7 separate regions of the Mus musculus genome follow, and regions 2, 3, 4, 5, 6 and 7 are each linked to region 1. The links are chromatin contacts, called in public promoter capture Hi-C maps. All regions are on one chromosome and are shown on one strand. The core of a region is the stretch at or near the end of the contact, and the rest is flanking DNA. Distances in the headings are between cores, read along the strand shown. Region 1 holds the start of Eif3l (eukaryotic translation initiation factor 3, subunit L). Region 2 holds the start of Csdc2 (cold shock domain containing C2, RNA binding). Region 3 holds the start of Aco2 (aconitase 2, mitochondrial). Region 4 holds the start of Mroh1 (maestro heat-like repeat family member 1). Region 5 holds the start of L3mbtl2 (L3MBTL2 polycomb repressive complex 1 subunit). Region 6 holds the start of Vps28 (vacuolar protein sorting 28). Region 7 holds the start of Dgat1 (diacylglycerol O-acyltransferase 1).

What was found. Promoter capture Hi-C pulls out the DNA fragments that hold promoters and counts their contacts.
Region 2: a contact with region 1 is called in a promoter capture Hi-C map of pre-B cells, with 4 times the contacts expected there. The contact joins the promoter of Csdc2 here to the promoter of Eif3l in region 1. A contact is called at or near these places in 2 of 39 promoter capture datasets (hippocampal neurons and pre-B cells).
Region 3: a contact with region 1 is called in a promoter capture Hi-C map of pre-B cells, with 3 times the contacts expected there. The contact joins the promoter of Aco2 here to the promoter of Eif3l in region 1. A contact is called at or near these places in 2 of 39 promoter capture datasets (cranial neural crest and pre-B cells).
Region 4: a promoter capture Hi-C map of liver shows a contact between it and region 1, with 5 times the contacts expected there. The contact joins the promoter of Mroh1 here to the promoter of Eif3l in region 1. A contact is called at or near these places in 2 of 39 promoter capture datasets (liver and pre-B cells).
Region 5: a contact with region 1 is called in a promoter capture Hi-C map of pre-B cells, with 4 times the contacts expected there. The contact joins the promoter of L3mbtl2 here to the promoter of Eif3l in region 1. A contact is called at or near these places in 2 of 39 promoter capture datasets (liver and pre-B cells) and 1 of 9 other capture datasets (liver).
Region 6: a promoter capture Hi-C map of embryonic stem cells shows a contact between it and region 1, with 8 times the contacts expected there. The contact joins the promoter of Vps28 here to the promoter of Eif3l in region 1. A contact is called at or near these places in 3 of 39 promoter capture datasets (embryonic stem cells, hippocampal neurons and liver).
Region 7: a promoter capture Hi-C map of cranial neural crest shows a contact between it and region 1. The contact joins the promoter of Dgat1 here to the promoter of Eif3l in region 1.

The regions. Positions count from the first base shown.
Region 1 is chr15:79,073,665-79,076,512 of GRCm38.p6, forward strand. Eif3l (eukaryotic translation initiation factor 3, subunit L) reads left to right here and starts at 1,559. Exons shown (of 13, transcript NM_145139.2): 1 at 1,559-1,628; 2 at 2,107-2,155. The coding sequence starts at 1,596.
Region 2 is chr15:81,935,274-81,938,200 of GRCm38.p6, forward strand. Csdc2 (cold shock domain containing C2, RNA binding) reads left to right here and starts at 1,486. Exons shown (of 4, transcript NM_145473.3): 1 at 1,486-1,714.
Region 3 is chr15:81,871,041-81,873,958 of GRCm38.p6, forward strand. Aco2 (aconitase 2, mitochondrial) reads left to right here and starts at 1,423. Exons shown (of 18, transcript NM_080633.2): 1 at 1,423-1,508. The coding sequence starts at 1,473. Phf5a (PHD finger protein 5A) reads right to left here and starts at 852. Exons shown (of 4, transcript NM_026737.3): 1 at 773-852; 2 at 126-149. The coding sequence starts at 824.
Region 4 is chr15:76,379,174-76,381,873 of GRCm38.p6, forward strand. It overlaps Mroh1 (maestro heat-like repeat family member 1), which reads left to right and starts at 1,340. Exons shown (of 44, transcript NM_175457.4): 1 at 1,340-1,403.
Region 5 is chr15:81,662,562-81,665,261 of GRCm38.p6, forward strand. It overlaps L3mbtl2 (L3MBTL2 polycomb repressive complex 1 subunit), which reads left to right and starts at 1,328. Exons shown (of 17, transcript NM_145993.5): 1 at 1,328-1,463. The coding sequence starts at 1,440.
Region 6 is chr15:76,624,748-76,627,690 of GRCm38.p6, forward strand. It overlaps Vps28 (vacuolar protein sorting 28), which reads right to left and starts at 1,337. Exons shown (of 10, transcript NM_025842.4): 1 at 1,242-1,337; 2 at 387-458. The coding sequence starts at 423. Tonsl (tonsoku-like, DNA repair protein) reads right to left here. Exons shown (of 26, transcript NM_183091.3): 26 at 1,490-1,735. The coding sequence ends at 1,554.
Region 7 is chr15:76,510,545-76,513,421 of GRCm38.p6, forward strand. Dgat1 (diacylglycerol O-acyltransferase 1) reads right to left here and starts at 1,450. Exons shown (of 17, transcript NM_010046.3): 1 at 1,011-1,450. The coding sequence starts at 1,237.

The sequences.
Region 1 (2,848 bases), core at 309-2,808:
GACCTTCGGAAGAGCAGTCGGGTGCTCTTACCCACTGAGCCATCTCACCAGCCCACCCATGTACTTTCTATGACTAGTTTGAGACACTCATTGCTCTGTTCTCAGGTGCATCTTACATTGTTCTGAGTACATCTATCCCCTAATGCTAGTGCTTAACCTATGGCAAAACATCTTGGGGTGTGGGTGTGGGGTGAGGGGTATGGGTGTGGTAGTACACACCTCTGATCCCAACACTCAGGAGGCAGAGGCAGGTGGATCTCTGAGTTTGAGGTCATCCTGGTCTACATAATAGACCCTAGGACACCCAGAATTACATAATAGAAAGATCCTGTCTAAAACCAAATGAGCAGGGAGGTAGCTATGCAAGCCTTTAATCCCAGTAAGCAGGGGGCAGAGGCAGGTGGATCTCTTGAGTTCAAGGGCAGTCTGGTCTACAGACTGAGTTCCAGGACAGCCAGGGGTACAGCTGGCTGATTTTTGAAAAATCAGCTGTAACTCCAGAGGATTGATGCCCTGTGTGCATAATTCACTCATACAGAGGAATAAATAATCTTAAAAGTAAGGTCTTTATTAAACCCTAATTCTTTCTTGCTTAAATAAACCAAAGCAACCAGACAGGCAAACAAAAGGAACGACTTTAAGGAGTCTAGGGCTTAAGGAGCCAGGGGGGAGAATGGCAGTTCTAAATAGGACGCTTTGAGTAGAGGGCGTTGATTAGCAACACTCGTCCAGCAAACTCCTGTCTTCAACAGAGAGCCAGGCAGTGATACCGGGGTCATTTGTACTAAAGTCTGGTCAGAGGTAAGCATGAGTGCCGAAGCCCAGAGTTGTGTACCTGGCTGTAATAAGCAGAGATTGTTGTGACCCGGAGACAAGGATGCAGGTGCCCAAAAGGTAAGGCAAATCAGCTGTTCAGGGATTGGTTCTCGCCTTCCACCATGTGGGTCTCCCACATCGAACTCAGGTCGTTAGGCTTGGTGTCAAGGGCCTTCACCAGTTTGGTCATCCTGAGTGTTCTCAGGTTGATTTTTTTTTTTTTTTTTTTTTTTTTTTTGGTGGTGGTGGTGTGGGGGAGAAATTTCTCGCTGCAGGCAAAACCGTTTACACCTAAATCTAAGGTCAGGAACGCTACATCTTAGCAGGTCACTTGTCATCGTCTCTGTACCGTTTTCTTCTGATTTCTCTTTATTTTTGTTGTTGTTGTTTTGGAGACCCCGCTTTATAATCAGATTGGCCTGGAAATAACTAACTTTGGTTATCCTCGAATTTGTTGCAGTCTCCTGCCTCCGCCATCCTTGAGATGGCAGATGTGAGTCAACAGGGTCTAGGCATTCTTCCCCTTTATCGCTTGCCCGCCCCTACTTCTGCGTGCACACCATACTCCACAATAATGTCCTTTGAAAAGCCCGTTTTGCAGGGAGGAAGGAACTCTGATAGTTTAGGAACTCCGTCCTTCCAATCAGAGCTACTTCGCTTCCCCGGCGACCCCGGAAAGGCTTTCGGGCAGGTTGGGCTGGGCGGGACTTCCGGTCCGGCCAAGCAGGCGCGGAGTTCTTCTTCCGCTCTCTCCCACGGGCTTCTGGAGCGCCGTAGCCATGTCTTACCCCGCTGATGACTACGAGTCTGAGGTAATGAAGCGGTGAGCGCGTGGCGGGGTCCGCGGTGGGCACCCGGTTCGGTGGGATCTGTCCCCGAGGTGAGGCGGCGTCCAGATCGGGCCGGAACAAGCGGACCTCGATCATTCCGGCCCTCCCGGCCCCGGGTCTCCTCCCCGGGTCCCTCCTCTGCCGGCCGTATGTCCCCGCGTGTAGTCGCAGTCAGTCGGAGGCGGGCTGAAGGGTGTTTAATGCTGAGTTCTTGGCTCTCATGGCGTCTGCTTCAGACGGGGCTATTACTGTGTTTTTCTTGTCTTGTTGCACCTGTAAGCGTGTTTTGTGCTTGCCCGGGGTCCCTTTTCTCTCACACATGTGAAGCCCTCCGAGGTAGCGACTGTCAGTCTTATCTGAGTAGTATGTTTTGCCTCCTGCTTGACATGGAGGCCCGAGGACGAGCATTTTTGGAGTCCCCATTTGGCGTGTCTCCCTAACTTTGTCTCTTTCCTTGCAGGCTGCTTATGATCCCTACGCCTACCCGGGCGACTATGATATGCACACAGGTGAGGCTCTCAGTTTGCCCGGCTGTCTCTTGCCTTCCAAGGATTGGCACTTTTTTCTTTGACCATCTCAGCGTTGACTCCCAACAGGGACCTGTTAAAAACTGCGTCCTAATGGAGTGGTGGAGTCGGCCATTAGGTCTGATTGGTAGGGTTGTGAAGAGTCTAATTAAACCAGGCCTTTTTTGTGGTCTACCTGCCCACGTCAGAAGAGGACCATCACTGACCCGGCTAGGTTTTTCTTACTTGGGGCAGATTTTATTTGTTATACTGGGGTGGAACCCAGAGCCCCATGCTTGTGGACGGTCTCTGAACCACACCCACAGCCCTCCTCCCTGAGCTGTCTGGCCAAGGTCAAAAAGCTTTGTGGCTTTGTTGTTTGGGTGCCGGAGATGAGATTAAACCACACACTCCAGCCCCAAAGAAGGAAATCTTGGTGTGAAAATCTTCCTTGATTCAAACCAAGTCTAAGTGAAATACTTTGGGGAGGCTTTTGAAGTTTACCGAAATGTTCTAGTCACTTTGAGATTAAGTAAGTACCAAGTGGCTTGCGATGCTCACAGCATGTATTTTATTGGCCCTTACAGTAGAGTAGTTTTACAAAGTAAGCATGTTAATGTGTCTTTAAAGGTGAAAGAAAATAGCGTACTATGCATCATTTGGTTAGAAAGTGAGTTTCCTTTCCTGTTTTTTAAA
Region 2 (2,927 bases), core at 236-2,735, 2.9 Mb after region 1:
AATTTATATCTGTGTGAGAGTGCTAGATTCCCTGGAACTGGAGTTACAGACAGTTGGGGGGTCGCCATGTGGGTGCTAGGAATTGAACCTGGGCCCTCTGGAAGAGCAGCCAGTGCTCTTAATCATTGAGTCATCTCTCCAGCTCCTGTCATGTCTGTTTTCCTGTTTGTTTGTTTGTTTGTTTGTTGAGACACTGCCTCTCTAGGTAGCCAGGTAGACTCAAACTTGAAATCTATTTGTTTCATCCTCTTGAGGGCTGGGACCTATAGGTCTGTGCCAGCACAAAGGGCACCTCCTCATGACTCAGTAGTACTAAAGTGACACCTGGGGAAGATGTCTCTCTAAGATGAGGTTGAGGAGGGACAGGGGGGTGGCAGAGAAGCCCTTTGAAGAGGTTTCCTGGAGCCTGGCCCTGAGCTCATAGACGGTTGAGCCTTACCTGTCCTCTTGGGGAGCACTGTCCTCTTGGGGAGCACTGTCCTCTTGGGGAGCACTGTCCTCTTGGGGAGCACTGGGGTCCTAGGGATTTGCCTGAGGTCTTTTTTGTTTTGTTTTGTTTTTGTTTTTCCGAGACAGGGTTTCTCTGTGTAGCCCTGGCTGTCCTGGAACTCACTCTGTAGACCAGGCTGGCCTCGAACTCAGAAATCTGCCTGCCTCTGCCTCCTAGTGCTGGGATTAAAGGCATGTGTCACCACTGCCCGGCTTTTTGGGGGGCGGGAGTGTGCTGAGGTCTTACTGTCTGAAGAGACCTAAACTGCTTGGACTGAATCTGCTGAGTCAGTCCTTACTTCTAAAAGCCTCCTAAACCACAAGTACACACAGACACACAGACACACAGACACCACTGCCCCCTGTATATGTGTGTGCGAGTGTGTGTGTGTGTGTGTGTGTGTGTGTGTGTGTGTGTGTAAGAAAGAAACATACACAGAAAGACACTCATTATTCTTTTATAGTTCTCTTCCCCTGGATTCCACAGCCCCTCCCAAAGACCTAATGTGTGCCAAAGAGATTTGAGCACATTCTTCAAATGGAGATCTCAGATGATCTGAGGGGACAGAGCTCAGCACAGCTGCAGACTGCAGAGGGAATGGAATGTCTGGGAGTCCCTAGGAACCTGGCTTGTTCCCAGAGGGTCTCCTCTGTTCTCTGGCCTCCTTTCTCCAGAATACATCCTCCCACCCTGCAGGCCCTCCCGTTGACCATAAACACTCCCTGGCACCCCGCTCACCAAGAATGCACACTGTCTCTAGCTCTTCCTGCCTCTTACTCCCCAGCAGCTACCCTGACCTGGTAGAGCAAATTATACCTTGGCCCAGCAATAAAAGCCACTTTCCAAAACAAGAAGCAGTAACGCTCAAAGTGACGCAGCTTAGCCACTCACCCAGCACTTGGCCTGGCTCACAAGGTGGTGTCTGGGCCAGAGAAGAGATGGCTTAGTGTCCCTTTAAGCTAGGAGTACAAATTCCCATCCCAGTCCCTCCCTCCAGCACATCCTGACGTCAGCAGGAGGGCGTGTGTGAGTGAGTGAGTGAGTGAGTGAGGGGCCCGAGGTGCCTCCTGCACACCACACACACACACACACACACACACACACACACACGCCACGGAGAGTGCATTATCCAGACGTGACCCCTGCGAGCCAGCTCCACAGTCCAGAGAGATCGGGTGCTGCCCACTACAGGAGACAGTGCCTGGACCCAGCTGCCACGGCGAGGTAAGGGACCTGAAGGAAGCCGGTGATGGAAACTGTGGCAGAGGCAGGGGCCGAGGGCTGATGGTACCAAGAAAGGATGTGTGGATTGAGGTTGGAAAGGTCGCAGCGCTACATCAGCCAGCCCAGCTCTGCTTAGAGGATGCGGGGGGAGATGTAGAGCCCACCGCCCTTCCCTTCTCTCTCCTTGACCCTCCAGAAGAGCTGAGGCGGAGTGGCTCCCGCGCATCTGAATGTGTGTGAATGTCTGTGTCTGGGACTCGCGTCTGGGTTGAGATGCAGGTAACAGCAGCTACCTGCCAAGCCGCAGCCTCCGGTCTGGGAACTAGGTGAGGGAAAGCCGGGACTCCTTCCAGACCCTAAAAGGCCAGTCCGGAGCACCGCTGGATTTTGTCCCTGGAATCTGTTTTGAGGCCAGAGCAGAGGGGAGGAACCGCCTGGGGCAGGCAGAGGGACCCAGAGCAGCTGTCTTCCCTCACTCTATTTTTCCCTAGTGTGGCAGAGATAATTGTGTCAACTGGCTGGAGGGATGGCTCTGTGTTATTTTTGCCTTTATGCCACCCCACTGGGTCTTTGCTCTCCCCCGCATGCTGGGCTAGCTCTGACCTCCTCCTCTGCTTAGGTGCAACCCACTGTAGGACAGGGGGTGATAGACCAGCTGCTGGACACCCCTTGCTTGCTGTAGGATGCAAGGACTCAGGTTGGCCTTGGCTGGCATCAAGCCCCTAAGTGGTCTGACCCTGGCACAAGGAGACTGAATGGAGATAAGGGACCATGCTGGCACCCACAAGGAGACAGCAGGTTCCTGCCAGGCTGCCAGGCTGCCAGGCTGCAGGCGCTTCCCAGGGAGGAGGGAGAGCGGGACTGAGAACAATAATAAATCCAGAGTGTGAACTGCTGCATCCGCTGGGGCTGGGGGAGGGGAGAAGGAAGTGTGCCTGGTAGGAGGTGGGCACCCTCTTCTCCGACAGCCTGGCACTGGCTCGCTTAGATGCCATCCAGTCAGGGCCTTTCCCTGGGAAGGATGGGAGTGAGGAGGTGGGGATGGAGGGTGGGAGTGGGGGTTGGGGGGAGCTCTTTCCCAAATTCAACTCCATCCCAGAGGTCTCTGGACATGAATGCCCAGGTTCTGGGTGTCTCCTCCCGTCCTTACCCCACACTGCATTTTCCCAAAACATCTATTTGCCTATCCTTGTCTCTCCAGCCCCACCTTGAC
Region 3 (2,918 bases), core at 173-2,672, 2.8 Mb after region 1:
ATACAGAGAAACCCTGTCTTAAAACACCCCCCCCCCCAAAAAAAGACTTCTTTGCTGTTCCACTGGAATTGACGACTCTTCAAAGAGTAAAGGTGTCAAGGCCTGAGAGGGCGTGTTCGGCTTACATTTTTCACACAGTCTTCCGATAGCTGCAAGGTCAAAGATAGTAAAACATCGTTAAAATTAAGGTTGTGAGGTAGCAAGCAAAGTTTTTCGTCAAACTGAGTATAGAGGATGGCGAAGGTAGCAATGATTACAGTCAACCGTACAGGATCGTGGTCACATTCTCCTTTCCTCCCTCTCCACTGTCCCCCACCCCCTACTTTTTTGTGATAGAATCCCACTGTGTAGCTTGAGTTAGCTTTTAAGCTCTAGCCAGGCTCGAACTCGCAGCAATCTTCCAGCCTTCTGCCTCCCAGGTGCTGGGATTACAGACAAGAGTTCCCGGCCCACGACCCTAAATTTTGCTTTACACCAAAGGCCATGTCAAAAATAAAAAAAATGTCTGGAACCCCCCAAAATTCAAAGTATTCTAGACCGGCTTCTCCAGACCTGGCACAGAGGATCCCGCCAGCCTTAGACTCCCGGATGCGCGCTGCTGCCCTCTTCTAAGATGCCACAAGCCGGTGAGCGCTGCTAGAATACCCAGGCACCGTAAGGCGCGAAACGTGGACACGGCAAACCAGAGCCCTAAAGAGGAGGCTGAAGTCCCTAGTCCCCCACTTTCTAATCCCATCCCACTCAACCAAAAGGGAGCACGTCCCCAACTCACCCACACCAGCCTGCTTGCGGCAGAAAATCAAATCTGGATGATGTTTAGCCATAACTCTTTTTCCAAGCCGGCGGCCGGAAGCTTAGGGAACTTCCGCCCGACCTTTAACCTACGGCGTGCTTACTTCCGTTCCTCCGTGATTGGCCATTAAGCTGTCCGTCAGCCTTTAGCCTCGGGGGGTGGGGGGGGGCACCAAAACCGGCTAGATCTCGCGAGAGTTTCCTCGCTAGGTCCTTGCAGGTGCACCAAAGGTTTTTGAATAAAATTCTCTTTACTTCCAGATTTGAACTCATAAACTGAAGTTTGTTCTTGGGTAAAAATTCTACATATGTTGCATTCTGTGTTGGGGATTGACGCCAGGGCTTCTTGCATGCTTCCGCCAAGTATGTTGATTTGGGGATATTCTCTTTCCTGGATGACCTTGAACTCCTGCCTCCCCTCCAGCTTCCACACCCAAGGGCAAAGGTGACAAGGTTGCGCCGAACGCCGAGTTGGCAGTTTCCCCGCATCTTTGCTTTCCACGCCGGGTTTCCGTCATGTAAGCCCCGCCCACTGTGCTATCTGCACTCTTGGCTGCGGGAGGAGGCCCCACCCTCGCGGTTGACTCGTCTCTCTGTAAGCCCCGCCCCCTTCGATGCTTTTTTAAGGGCGCCATTTGTCACGTCACTTTCATGCGACCTCATCTTTGTCAGTGCACAAAATGGCGCCTTACAGCCTCCTGGTCACCCGGCTGCAGGTAAGCGAGCCCAGAGACGTGGGTTTACGGGGGCGGGGAGCCTCCTGCCTTGCCCGCGGCTGTAGGCGAGGCCAGGCGAGGCGGGCTCGATTCGCGGCTGACGTTCCGTGCACCTGTCGCGGTTGCAGGCCCAGCGCCCTTGTGGGTTCCTGCGTTGTCCTAGGTCAAGGCGTCCCTGGCACAGGCTGTTCGCAGTTCCCATCCCCGCCCGCCGGCAAGCTTGGGTTTAAGCAGCGGCAGCCTGGTCCAGGGTGGAGGCACTCCTTTTTTTCTGAGGGTGGAATCCATGCTCCCCCAGGGTGGTTTTCTGTTCCTCAAGGTGATGACAAGGTGATTGGGGGGCGCGGTGGTTGTGGGTTCCTCTAAAGCCGGGTGCTTGAAGCCTTCACTTCCCACCAGTAGCAGAGACTCGTCGCCTCATTTATCCGTGGTTGCCGGGCATGGAGTTTGCAGAAGCTATATCCACTACTACCCTTTGAGGAGACTCGGGGTCATAGACACAAGAAGGACTATTCTGGGCCCCACCATAATAAATAGTCACGATAAGAGTGCTTTCTCACCTTTGCAGCAGATGTCAAGGCTGTTTACTAATGTTACAGATGTTTTATCTGACGACATAGATGTGAGATAATTTTTCCCCCAACTTGGTAGGTGGAAAAACTGGAAGATATAGACAAAGTAGTGGCTTTCATGGTGTCACTAAAGGATCATAGCCTGAGCAGTGACCCTGCAGACCCTCTCTTCTTGTTGTTCATGGCAGCTAATATCACAGAACTTTCTGAATCAGGGTGTGATCGTTTGTATTTGTCAGAATACAGAATCAAATATTTTGAAGTCACCGATAGTTGCTTTCCAGATACTAGGTGGAAAGATGAGAAGAGTGAACAGTTTGACCTTGACTGTTATGAGACGTCTAGAAAATTGACTATGCCTGTCAGATGGTTTCCCACTACTAACCTTACAGCCCTAGAAACGTATAATGTTTACTGTAAAGAATGTATTTTGTTCATAAAAAGAAATCCATAAAATAACTGTAGACATTTTCTGGCAACCTTTCATGATTACTTTTGTGAATTTGTTTTGGATCAACTTGGAACATAGAATTAATAATTTTTAAAAATTATGTGCCTTACTCCCAGGAGGCATTATCATTTGAAGTTTTCTTTATCAAATTACTTAAAATCAAACTGCAAAATCAAACTCATTTATCTGAACAAATCATTTAACTTTTGGCCAATGAAAGGGATTTGCAGCTAAATTATCTCTGGTTCTTTTGATTCTTTAGACAGTACGATGAGTTCTGTCCTGACCCCACTGTCCTATGATTTAGTGGAGTCAGGCAAAGACTATTTAATAGGATACATGACCTTTGAGTTTGTAAGAAAAGAATTATGTCACATTTGGACCTTA
Region 4 (2,700 bases), core at 90-2,589, 2.7 Mb before region 1:
TTTTTCTTTTAGATTTATCTATTTATTATATGTAAGTACACTGTAGCTGTCTTCAGACACTCTAGAAGAGGGCATCAGATTTCGTTATGGATGGTTGTGAGCCACCGTGTGGTTGCTGGGATCTGAACTCTGGACCTTCGAAAGAGCAGTTGGCGCTCTTAACCACTGAGCCATTTTGCCAGCCCCAAATGCTTCACTCTCTTACTCAGAGAGTCCTGTCCTGTCTTTTTCTCTCTTGGGCTCTATCCTCTCAGTAGAACTCATCCAAGTCCTTCTCATCGTGGAAAAAGAATATTGGCTGTGTGTTTGCCTCTGACCTGGTTCAACCGCAGCAGCTTAATTTCCACATCCAACGATGCTGTCAGCCTAGATACATGGTAGCTGCTTCCCCTTTGACAGGTTCTTGGTTCTTTTGCTTTCAGAACTCTACCCACAACTTTCTCTTGTTTACACACATCTGGGTGATTGCAACCTCTGGTTCTTTGCAGGTGCCAAGTCTTCCTGGCATGATCGTCCCCAACTCTCTTATCTAACCTTGCTTTCTTGGCACCAAACCCAAAGTTTATCCTGTAGTATGGCTTACTTTTACTTTTTTAGTCACCTCTTTCCAGCCTTAGAGGCTTTAGCTGCTCCTGGAGCTGGAATAACAGTGGTAGGTAGCAAGCAGCCCAGGTAGCTAGGACATGATCATCTTGATTCCCAATGTCTTGTTGATAGGTTGGACATGTACCTCTGTTGGGCATGGCCATGTGTACATTTAGGGGTTTGGGGTAGTTTTAGGCGTTTAGTGTGTGACCAATGTACAACAATGACAATACCTTGTGTGTGTCCGTGACAGCTGGGTTGTTGTTTTGTTTTGTTTTTTTTATTTTTGTTTTCTTCCCGAGATAGGGTCTCACTTTTTATCCCAGACTGTCCTAGAACTCACTATGTAGACCAGGATGGCCTCGAATTCATAAGGATCCACCTGCCTCTGCCTCTCCAGTGCTGGGATTAAAGGAGTGCGCCACCGGTCCCGCCTGGTGGAGTTTTCTGCAGTTGGAGGCCGAGTCCGAATACTCTCGAGAACAGCGCTTGCGCAGACGGCGTCTGGCGCAGCAGCAGTACTCACACTTGTCTTGTGAAATGGTCACCGGACCGCTGGGGTACCCAGCAGAGAACAGGAAGAAGTAGGTGTACCTAGGCGCTCCATGGAGCGGAGAGTGGGCGGAGTTAACGTGAGGGACAGAACTCTGACCAATGAGTGTGGAGATCGCACGGAGGCGGGGCCAAATTGCCGCGCGCCAGGCCGCAGTTGGCCAGAGGGCTGCGGGGATGGGCTTGGGGCGCTGCTCCGCCTACTCTGAGACGCTTGGGGCATAGAGGGCGGCGCCCGGGCCGTGGCGGCGGCGGCGGCTCCTCAGGTAAACGGCTTGTTAAGGCTCATCTTTGGTGGTGGGGGCCAGGCACCCTTTGAGGAACTTGGACCAGAGAGCCTAGGGGCCTCCCCATCTGCCAGCAGCAAGAGAAGCTGTGTCAAGGGGCGCCTCCCCAAGGTCAGCGGGCCGGTGCCAGGAGGTGCTGGGAGATCTCAGGTGTGCCCAGCGGGCCCGGCTTCGCATCTTACACCTGGAAGGGATCTCGGAGCTTGCGATTCAATTCTGACTTGTCAGACATCGGCGCGTGGTCCCTGGTCCCTGTCCCTGCTGTCTCGTGGGTCGCGTGATCCATGTCCTAGTCCCTTCCGGGAACTCGGTGACTCAAGACCCTGGTCCTTTGCGGGGTAGGGGCTACGTGTTCAGGTCTTTGACCTCCGCAACTGGGCTACCGGCATTTCTGTCTCTTTCATAAAACTGAGCCTTAATTCAGGGACTTGCAAAGCGAGTGCTCACCGCACCGCAGCCACTCGTCTTTCTGTATTCTCGTTGCGGATTAAAGGAGGCGGTGTAGAGCAGGAAAGTGATTTGTCCAGAGTCACGAGGATTGCTGGCCCCAGGGAGAAGGCCACAAAACTCTCAGAGTATAGAATTCAGGCAAGGTGAGAGCTAGGTGAGGTGGAGCCAGGGCTGACACTCCAGGTTTGGGATTCCAATTTTCCAACCAAGTCAGTGCAGTTATGCAGCAAGACTCTGCTCTACCCTGTACAGAGCTCAAGGTAATGGATGGAACCGTAAACTCAAGTGCAGTGAGTAAGCATAAGGACCTGCGGGAGAGGGATAGAGGGCGGCATCTGGAGACCTGGGGCTGTGAGCTGGAGTTACTGTTAAGGCAGAGGCTAACTTTGAGGGGCTAGTCTTGGTTGGAGGCAGGAAACTCTTTGGAAGGAAGGGGATGGTAGTAGAAATGGAGGAACAGCCTGCGACCTAGTTAATTAAATGGTAAAATTAAAAAAATTCAGGAAGTAGGTAGGTGGAGCAGGGCAGGGGTGAAGGTGAAGGGTTAAGTCTTAGCTGCTCTGTTAGACTTGGTTGGCCATGGTCATCTAGATGGAGACCCCCAGCAGACACAGGGTTGATGGGGCACCAGAGCAGAGATCCTATGCAAACCACTGGTTGTGGGATATTCCTGTGGAGCCTGTGTTTATGACTTGGCTGGCTGTGCAGTCTCTGCACCTGCAGGCCGGGGAGATGCTTCTGCCAGCAGGCTCTACTCTTAGGCCTTAGGCTGAGATGTGTGGCTCGAATGAGGAATGTCTTTCTGGGCTCTACTGTCAAAGTCGAT
Region 5 (2,700 bases), core at 78-2,577, 2.6 Mb after region 1:
CACGTAGGATAAGTAAACTAATCCAGACCTGTCTGAACTTTAGATGCTTGTAAGGCCATACAATTCCTGAGAACCCAGGATGGGAAGGAGTAGTTCTATAGGGGACTCAATCCACATGTATACTCCAGTTGGCAAAAGCGTTGACTTCAGGTGTCTTCTTCAATCTCTTGCTATCCACTGTATCGCTGCTGGCTGGTCAGCAGGCCATGGGAATCCTTCTGTGTCTGCTTACCTAGTGCTGGGATCACAGGCATGCTCTGTCATGCACTGGGGGGCAAAACTCAGCTTTCCATGCTCTGGCTGTACTCACTTACAGGCTGAGTCATCTCTCCTAGATTTAAGGTTATAACATCTATCCGTATAATTTATTTGTGGATATGGGGGTTTTGCTGAATGCATATGTATGGACCATGTTAGTGCTTGGCGTCATCAGAGGCCAGAAGAGAAAGTAGGATCCACTATAACTGGGTTTATAGAATTTTGTGAGTTGTTCTGGGTTCTGGGAATCAAACCTGGTACCTCTGGAAAAGTGGCCAGTAACCACTGAACCATTTCTCCAGTCCAAGGCTTTTTTTTCCCCATTTATTTATTTAGCTTGTGTGTTTGTTTTATGTGCGTGACACAAAGGTCAGGACAACTTTGTGAGTAGCTTTTTGACTTCCAGGTTTATGTTGTGGCTCAGAGATTTGAACTCAGGTAGAAAGGCTCATGGAACAAGATCCTTCACCTACTAAACCATCTCATAAGCCCCAGCGAGCAGACGGACATAGAGTTTAAGAATATTCCTGTTCCTGTCTGAATTGAAAGAGGGATTAGGCATTTCTGCTAGGCATTCCTGTCCAAGAGCACCTTTACTTCCTACCTGGGGAGAGTGTGAATTTTTGTCTGGGGCCCCTGGGGAGAGTGCGAATTTTTGTGTGTGTGGGGGGGGGGCTGGCACGTCCAATCCCTTGTGCTCAGATGGTTTGAAATTTGACTAAGAAAGGACAAAAACAAAAAACAAAAAAACCCGCCGGGCGTGGTGGCGCATGCCTTTAATCCCAGCACTTGGGAGGCAGAGGCAGGCGGATTTCTGAGTTCGAGGCCAGCCTGGTCTACAGAGTGAGTTCTAGGACAGCCAGGACTATACAGAGAAACCCTGTCTCTGAAAAAACAACAACAAAACCCTAGAAGTACCCTTCAGGAGATTTCGCATTACTAAGGCAACGACCCTTTTCGTGCACCCAGGAGAAAACTACAACTCCCCTAATCCTCACGGCTACCCAGCCCCTCCTTAATGGAGGCGGGGCGCGGGCGAGCGCGGAACCGGCTTCCTATTTCCTGCGGCATGATTGGCCCGCAGCTCGGGCGCAGCAGCCAATGAGCACACTCTCGGAGAGCGGCGAGGGCAATATGGCTTCCTGCACCTGGTGACGGTTGAGGGAATTGAATTTGGTATCATGGAGAAACCGCGGGGCACTGAGGTAAGAGGGAAAGGGCTCAGCCCAAGCGGGAAGGGGAGCCCCAAACGCCTCGCTCGGCGGACGCGCCGTTTTAGCGATGTCTTAGTGGTGGACAGTTGCAGGATTGGTAAACTGAGGTACGGAGCTTAGCCTCGGCCAGAGGCCCCCGAGGTTCCTTTTGGTCTGGTGACGAAGGAAGGATGGCAACGCCTCCCTAGCCAGGGGCAGGGAAACTGGGCTCTGAACTTTGTCTTGGTTTCATGGTTCTGAGCTTTAGGATCGTGCGGCCTGTCCCTTCCACGCGGGAAGTGAAGGGAGGAAGATCGGAGTTGATTCCTACTCCACGCTGGGAGCGTTCACGTGCTGGTCTCCCCGTACGCTCACAGCCATCTTCTTTAGGGAGGGATTAAAACAGCCCTCTGGGTCGACACAGCTGCAAAGTGCAAGAGGTTGTCACCAAGTACGTCAGTTTCCAAAACTGCGTTACGCTTTTTCCGTGGTACCGCAGCCGGTGACCCACCGCACCTTGCATTTGAAGTCTCTTGCCGTTTCCTAGCGGTAATAATTGCTAAGCTTTATTGAGCACTGTTGAGTGTTTTACGTTTATCATCCCTTCCCAAAATATTATTAAATAGTGGTGTTGTCTTTATTTGGTGGAAACCGAGGCAGTGCATTTGACTCGCTGTGCATCGTACAGCTAGGAAGCACTAGAGATCGTATTTGAACCTTGGCCCAAAGCGTCATTCTCTTTACCTCTGTCTTGCCCAACAAGCTAGGCACGTTTTTTCCTATTACAAGCTAGGTACGTTTTTATGTAGCATTTCATCGCTACCTCACATTCTGTGAGCCAACAGCTGTCGTGGATGAGAAAATTGTCCCACAGACCTTAAGTGACTTGCCCCAGGATCAGTAGCTGATTTCAATCAGAGCTCAACTCACGGCTGTGGTCCATACCACCATACAATTAGTCATCTGACTCAAAGCCTCCTTGGGATAGCCTGGGTCTCAATTTTCTCAGTCTTTTTTTCTTTTCCCTGTTTTCCTTTAAGGAAGAAAACAGGTTTATTGGATACATTGCAAGGAGCAGTGGTCTAGGCAGCAGCAAGAGGGCCTGGCAGTCTTAAATTTGTTTCTGAGTTGAGATCATTTGGATGTACATATACAGAAGAGGGAAGAAAGAGTTTCAAATGCCTTCTAGCCCAGTAAAAATTTTTTGAGGTGCTTAGGATATTTCCACATTATTGTGTAGATCTCTGAT
Region 6 (2,943 bases), core at 87-2,586, 2.4 Mb before region 1:
AGCCTCACCTCCTACCAATATGGCCTCTAAGAGGCTACATACAGATTGCTAGGTTTAGCTCTCTTCCCCCGCCAACATGACTGTAGTTTGTACACAGAACCACAACTTGGTACAAATAAAAGCCTGTCAGATGCTTCACACATGCAGTTGGAGACCCAGAGTTGCTCAGGATGCCAGAGGTTCTGACCACATTGGAGTATATTCTCGCTCCCCAGCAGGGTATTGCAGGGGCCCTCAGATTCCCACCAGAAATAATTCTGGCCCTAGTCATTACCCAGGGCCTAATGACTACGGGATGGACGTAGCAGTGTGGTCCTTTCCCAACAGCCCCTGCAACAGGGAAAGCCTTGGCTCCTCCCCTTCCTCCCAGTTTAGCCTACACTCACCTCCAACACCAGGAGTAGCTGGGATCCCGTGGAACATCCTGCAGGCCCAGGCAGCTATACAGCACAAGAGACCTGGAAAGCAGAGCCAACACTAACTCAAGGGTCCCCTTACACCTTAAGAACTGGGCTCTGGAGATCAGAGCGTTGTGAACAGCTTTCCTGCTCTCTACAGGAACGGCACAGGATGCTAAAGGACTGTCATGGGGGAATGTCATGTCAGGCTTTGAGGATGAACATCGAGTGCCATGGGAGTCCTGCCTGTTAGCTGGGTTAGGGTAGGGAAGAGTAGCTGTTAGAACTGGGGCAGCATCTTGGGCACAGGGGAAGGGCATTGTTGCAACATCTTTCAGTGGAAATGAACTGAGACTAGGTGTCCGGGGCTTTCTGTGTGTGAGGGAAAGTGTGGAGGTAGGTTTTACCCTAATCTGTGGGAGATACTGGAGAAATGAATAAGGGCAAGCTTATTGGTTGATGCGGCAAAGTGGCGGAGGCAAGGCCCAGGATAGGTCCTGTCTAATAAGGAAGCCAGCCCAGACACGCCTCAGGATTTGAAATGGGGTGAAAACAAATGTTCAAGGAAGATGGTCAAACTGAGATGGAGTGGCTTGAGGAGCAGCGAGAGCTACCGAGGTCGCAGGAGCTAGGAATAGCCGGCGGAGTCGCAGAAGAAAGGTGGGTACCCTCACAGACAGGGGAACCTGAACTGTGGACCAGCAATGCCACTTGACAGCGCCCATCACCTACTGAGACACTGGCCGCGCGGCAAGGGCCGCTGAGCCCCAGAGGAGACGGGACCGGGACACCTAGACCAAAGGGTTCCTATGAAGAGGGGACCCGGCCACCGCCGCTGTGTACCTGGGGCGTTTGGAGTCCCGGAGATGGCGACAGAAGCTCGGTGCTCGCTTTTTCCGCCTGCGCCTGCCGGGAAACCCGATCGGCAGCTCGGCACTCATCCTCTAACCTTGAGCCTACGCACATAGCAAGCCAAATCCATTGATCGGCACTCGGCTTTTTTTGCCTGAGCTTGCGCTCTGGAGTAGCTCCGCCTGTCAAGGCTTTTACAGCTCACATCGCCCACCCTTTTCGCAGAGAGCTGACACAAATGAGATAGCAGCATAGTTTATTAAGGTTTTTCTTTTTCTTCTGGAGGAAACGGCAGGACTAGGATCAGAGGCATTTAAAGAAGAGCTTGGAACTTTGGTCCATTGTGCACGCACCCTCTGGCAGTCTCTGACACACCGAGTCTCGGTCTTTGGTGCTCAGGTCTTTGGTGCACAGTTGCAACTCCTGCAACTGCACGAAGATCTTGTCCCAGAGGTCAGAGTTCAGCGGCCCTTGAATAGAGCAGCCTGTGGGGGTGAGGAGGAGGTAGGTTTAACTTACACACCCACAGGAGGCATAGTGCTTATGTTGTACCTCGGAGCCTACATTTTGGCTTGTCCCATCATAAAAAGGACTCAATATATCTGTATACTGTGGGCCCTCGGATCTCTGGAGGCTAGTGAATGCCAGGCCTTGATCAAGTCAGAGATCCCAGTAGGCTCAAGGTTGTCAGGGAACTGGATGAAGCGCACAGCTGCCAGAAATACCATTGTGTTGGGAAGAGGGGGTGAGATACAGGAAAAACCCAGGGACTCCCCTGTGCTCAGTTTTTATCCTCCAGGGGGAAAGGCTGCCACCCTCAAATCTCAGCTGGGCAAGGCAGTGGCAGGCCAGGCCATCAGGCACACTTATAAGGTGGAGAGTGCGTTGGTGTAACGGGACAAGCTAGCTTATTAGTAGATAAGGCAAGGAAGGAGGGAGGGGGGCAGGTTGAGAGAGCAAGCACCCCTTAAGCGGAACTTGGATCACTGACTGGTGGACAGGAATGAGGAAATAAGGTTTTCTGCAAGTAACAATGATTTGCTACCCTCCTGACCCAGAAAACCCCGCAAAAACAAAAGGTCCAAATCATGCCTGCCCTGGTGGCATCCGCCTTTAATCTCAGTCCTCTCCAGGTAGAGAGGAAACTTTACAGAGCTCCAGAACAGCCAGGACTACACAGAGACACCCTGTCTCAAAAAACAACAAACAATTTGCCACTCCAAAAGGAGGTTCAAATCTTCATGATCATTTTAAGAATACCCGAGGAGCTGCCTAGGCTGTGAGGGGGTGTGCATGTGTATCTGAAAAATGTCACTTTAAAGAAGCAATGTGCATTGTTTCAGAGGTCTGTCTATAAAGGTGGAGTTGGAAAATGTTTGCCAGGCCAGTCAGTCAGTGGCCCCCAAAGAAGTTTTGATATATGTTCTCTTACAAAGTTTGGATATATGTTCTCTCTGGTCACTGTTGAGTTTTTATGGTGAACTAACCCATGGGTTCCCCCTGTAAGTAAGTAAGATGATTCTCACTGAGAAGGAATAAACTGTTCCTAGCCAAAAGAGAAGGCTGCACAGAAGAAAGGATATCCCACAACCAAAAGCTAAAGGAACAGCTGGGCAGTGGTGCACACCCTTAGCCCCAGCACTCAGGAGGTAGAGGCGGGCAGATCTCTGTGAGTTCAAGGACATTTTGATCT
Region 7 (2,877 bases), core at 200-2,699, 2.6 Mb before region 1:
GCCTCCAAGGCCTCCTTACCTGACCTTTGTTCATAATATGCCATACCTGCCTCACACTGAAGTTATCTTATCTCCTGGGTGAACTGTGAACACCCTAGGGCAGCTGGGGCGTGGGGGGCACCGTGCCCACTAGAAAAAGATTGTTGATACAAAGAGAACCAGACTTTGCCACCCTAGATAGCCACTTCCTCCAAGCCCCTCAGGTACTTCCTAACCCAGAGCTACTAAAGGGTCCCATGATGATCACCAAAAAGAGTCTCAGGGCCGGCTTTGTAGGAGACAGTCTCCATTTCTTCAGCTAAGCAGGGCCTCTCCCATAGGTGTGTTCATACCAAACCTCTCTCCGGTACTCCAACCACGGGATGAAAGTCTCACTTAGTAGTCAGCTCTGCCCCTATAGCCCGAAGTCATTCTGGTAACATAAGCTGGGCTTCCTTCAGGCCCTCCTACTTGCTGGAAGAGGGGTGAATAAGCCATGCAGCCTGTTAGTACTAGAAAGCTTCCTGTACTGTCCTCTGCCCCGAGCAAACGCCCATACCCATCGCCTCAAACAGGCGTGTGTCCTCTGGAGCCTCTAGCAGCCTTCTCTACCCACAGGACACCCCTCGTAGTTTTTGCAAAGGTAACTCTTCATCATAACCCTCCCTGGAAAACATCAGCCTCCTTCCACTGAAGAAAGCCCATTCATCTCCACCCCCCACCCCCCCGGGGCTCACATTTCCTGCTACCCACTCCTCAGAAAGGACCTCAAGGGACTCTGCCTCAAGGTGTGCTTACTTTCCTAAGCAATATGGAAAGGGGGCTGCTGCCCACTCCTCTACCCAGACTCCCTGGTCGGCTACACGACCACACCTGGGTGACCTTGGCAAGTGACCCTCTCCCCAAAGCCCGTGTCCCAGTACAGCCCCAGGGGAGCCCCGGCCGCGTAACTCGCAAAGCTGTGGCCAACTTTTAAGAACTAGGAGCGTCACTGGAGAGGTCAGATGTAAGGGGATCAGGCACTCCGCTACCTCAGATCCCAGTAGCCGTCGCCCACGCTGGTCCGCCCGTCTTTGTCCCGGGTATGGGCTGGAGCCGGAGCCGGAGCCGGCGCGTCACCCCCGGCGCCCAAGTCGGGGCTCACAGCCGCGTCTCGCACCTCGTCCTCTTCTACCTTGGGCCCACTACCACCCTGGACGGAAACCCGCGAGCCGGTCCTCCGACGCCGAGAGCTTCCCGCGCCTCCGCGGTCGCCCATGGCTTCGGCCCGCACCTCGTCGCGGCCCAGTCGTGCTCCGCCGGCTCTCAGCGCTTGGAGCCCGCGGCCCCGCCTCTGGACCCTGAGCAACGGCCTCCGCCGCCGCCCCCTGCCGGCCTCCGTAGCCGGCGCAGCGCACGACTACCTCTGCGACGCTGAGGCTGCGATGCTGCGGAGCAGCTGACTGGCTGTGGCGTCAACTGGAGAGTCCATTTGTAGTCCGAGGCCGAGCGGAGGCGGAGCCTAATCGAAGACGCGGAGCACGCTGGGAGTCGCGGGAGCAGAGCGCGGAGCCTCCTGGGAGTTGAAGGCACCGGGAGCTGGTGACGTATAGCACTCTGGGAATTGCAGTCACAGGCTGGCAGAAGCAACTAGTGTGCAGCTTGGCTGTGAACTTCGGTGGAAGAGGTCCGAGGTGCTGTCTCACTGCGAGGAGCAAGCGGGAGGAGAACTGCCCCGGCTCCTGGCTCCCTGGCAGCTACGCACTTCCTCTGACCTCTTGCTTGCCTCTTGTCCCACTTATGTAAAAACATCCTTTCGTCATCCCCAGCAGCGGTTTGAGTGTAGGTCATTTATGAAACTGCGCTGACGTCTTGCGGTTCCAAATCCATTTTTGAGCGCACAACCGACAGACTTATCTGCTCTGGCAGCATCGTTCTCCGAAAGATCCCTAGCTGCTAGGCAGGAACCAGTTTAAATGTACCTTGGAGCACATAGCCTGTCAAAGGATCAAACTGGAGAAATACCCAGCTTCGCATTACAGCAAATGTGTGCAACTGCCCAGTTAGTTAAAAGAAGCAACTCACCAGTCACCATGGCCTCTTCCTCTACCGCCCCACAGTGCTGTCGAGGGCCCGACAAGCAACGTGCCTGATTTAGACACCGCCGTGCATACATTCTAGACCTGAGGAAGCACCTAATTTCCTTCAGAAACACTATAAAGGACCAAGGAGAATAGTGGCTTTCTCTTCTGGGGAATAGCAGGCCTAAGAAGCACCTCTATAGGACAAGGTTGGTAGCCTCTCCTACAGGATGCTACTAGTCTTCCTATTAAGCTCCCTCCACTTCTGTAGTATCCACTGACTCCTTCCCTCAGGTCACACTTTCTTCACGACACATCTCATGATGAGCAATCTGGGCTGCCCTGCCGGTGGTGTCTTTGTACATATGCAGAGAAAAGCGAACCCAGGCTTGGACTTTTGTGGATCAGAGCCAACCTGGTCAGTGTCTCCGAGCATTCCTTTGTTGCTGGCCCAGTCTTTCATCTGGTCCTTGGCAAGGCAAGGGCTAGGTCTTTGTGAATAGTGACCCCAAAAGGAGGCAGAGTGAAAGAAAAAGTCTCTTTGGGAGCCTGAAGTGAAGGTAAGTCGTGTGAGCTCTGCCATGCCTTTCCCGCTCCTTCCTCTGTTAAGTGAATACGAGGCTTCCACATTCTCCTGGGCTAGCACGTTGGCTACACCAGCTTCCAGTTTGAAACCAAAAACTAAAAGTGGAAGGTTGAGGCCTAGGCTGCCACTAAAGCCAGAGATGAATCCACACCATCCAAGAGAATGAAAGTCCTCCTTGGAGACAGCTATTCATTGACATTCAGCCTTACAGCTGTCAGCCTCCAAGAGGCCATGGGAGTGAAGAGACCAGAG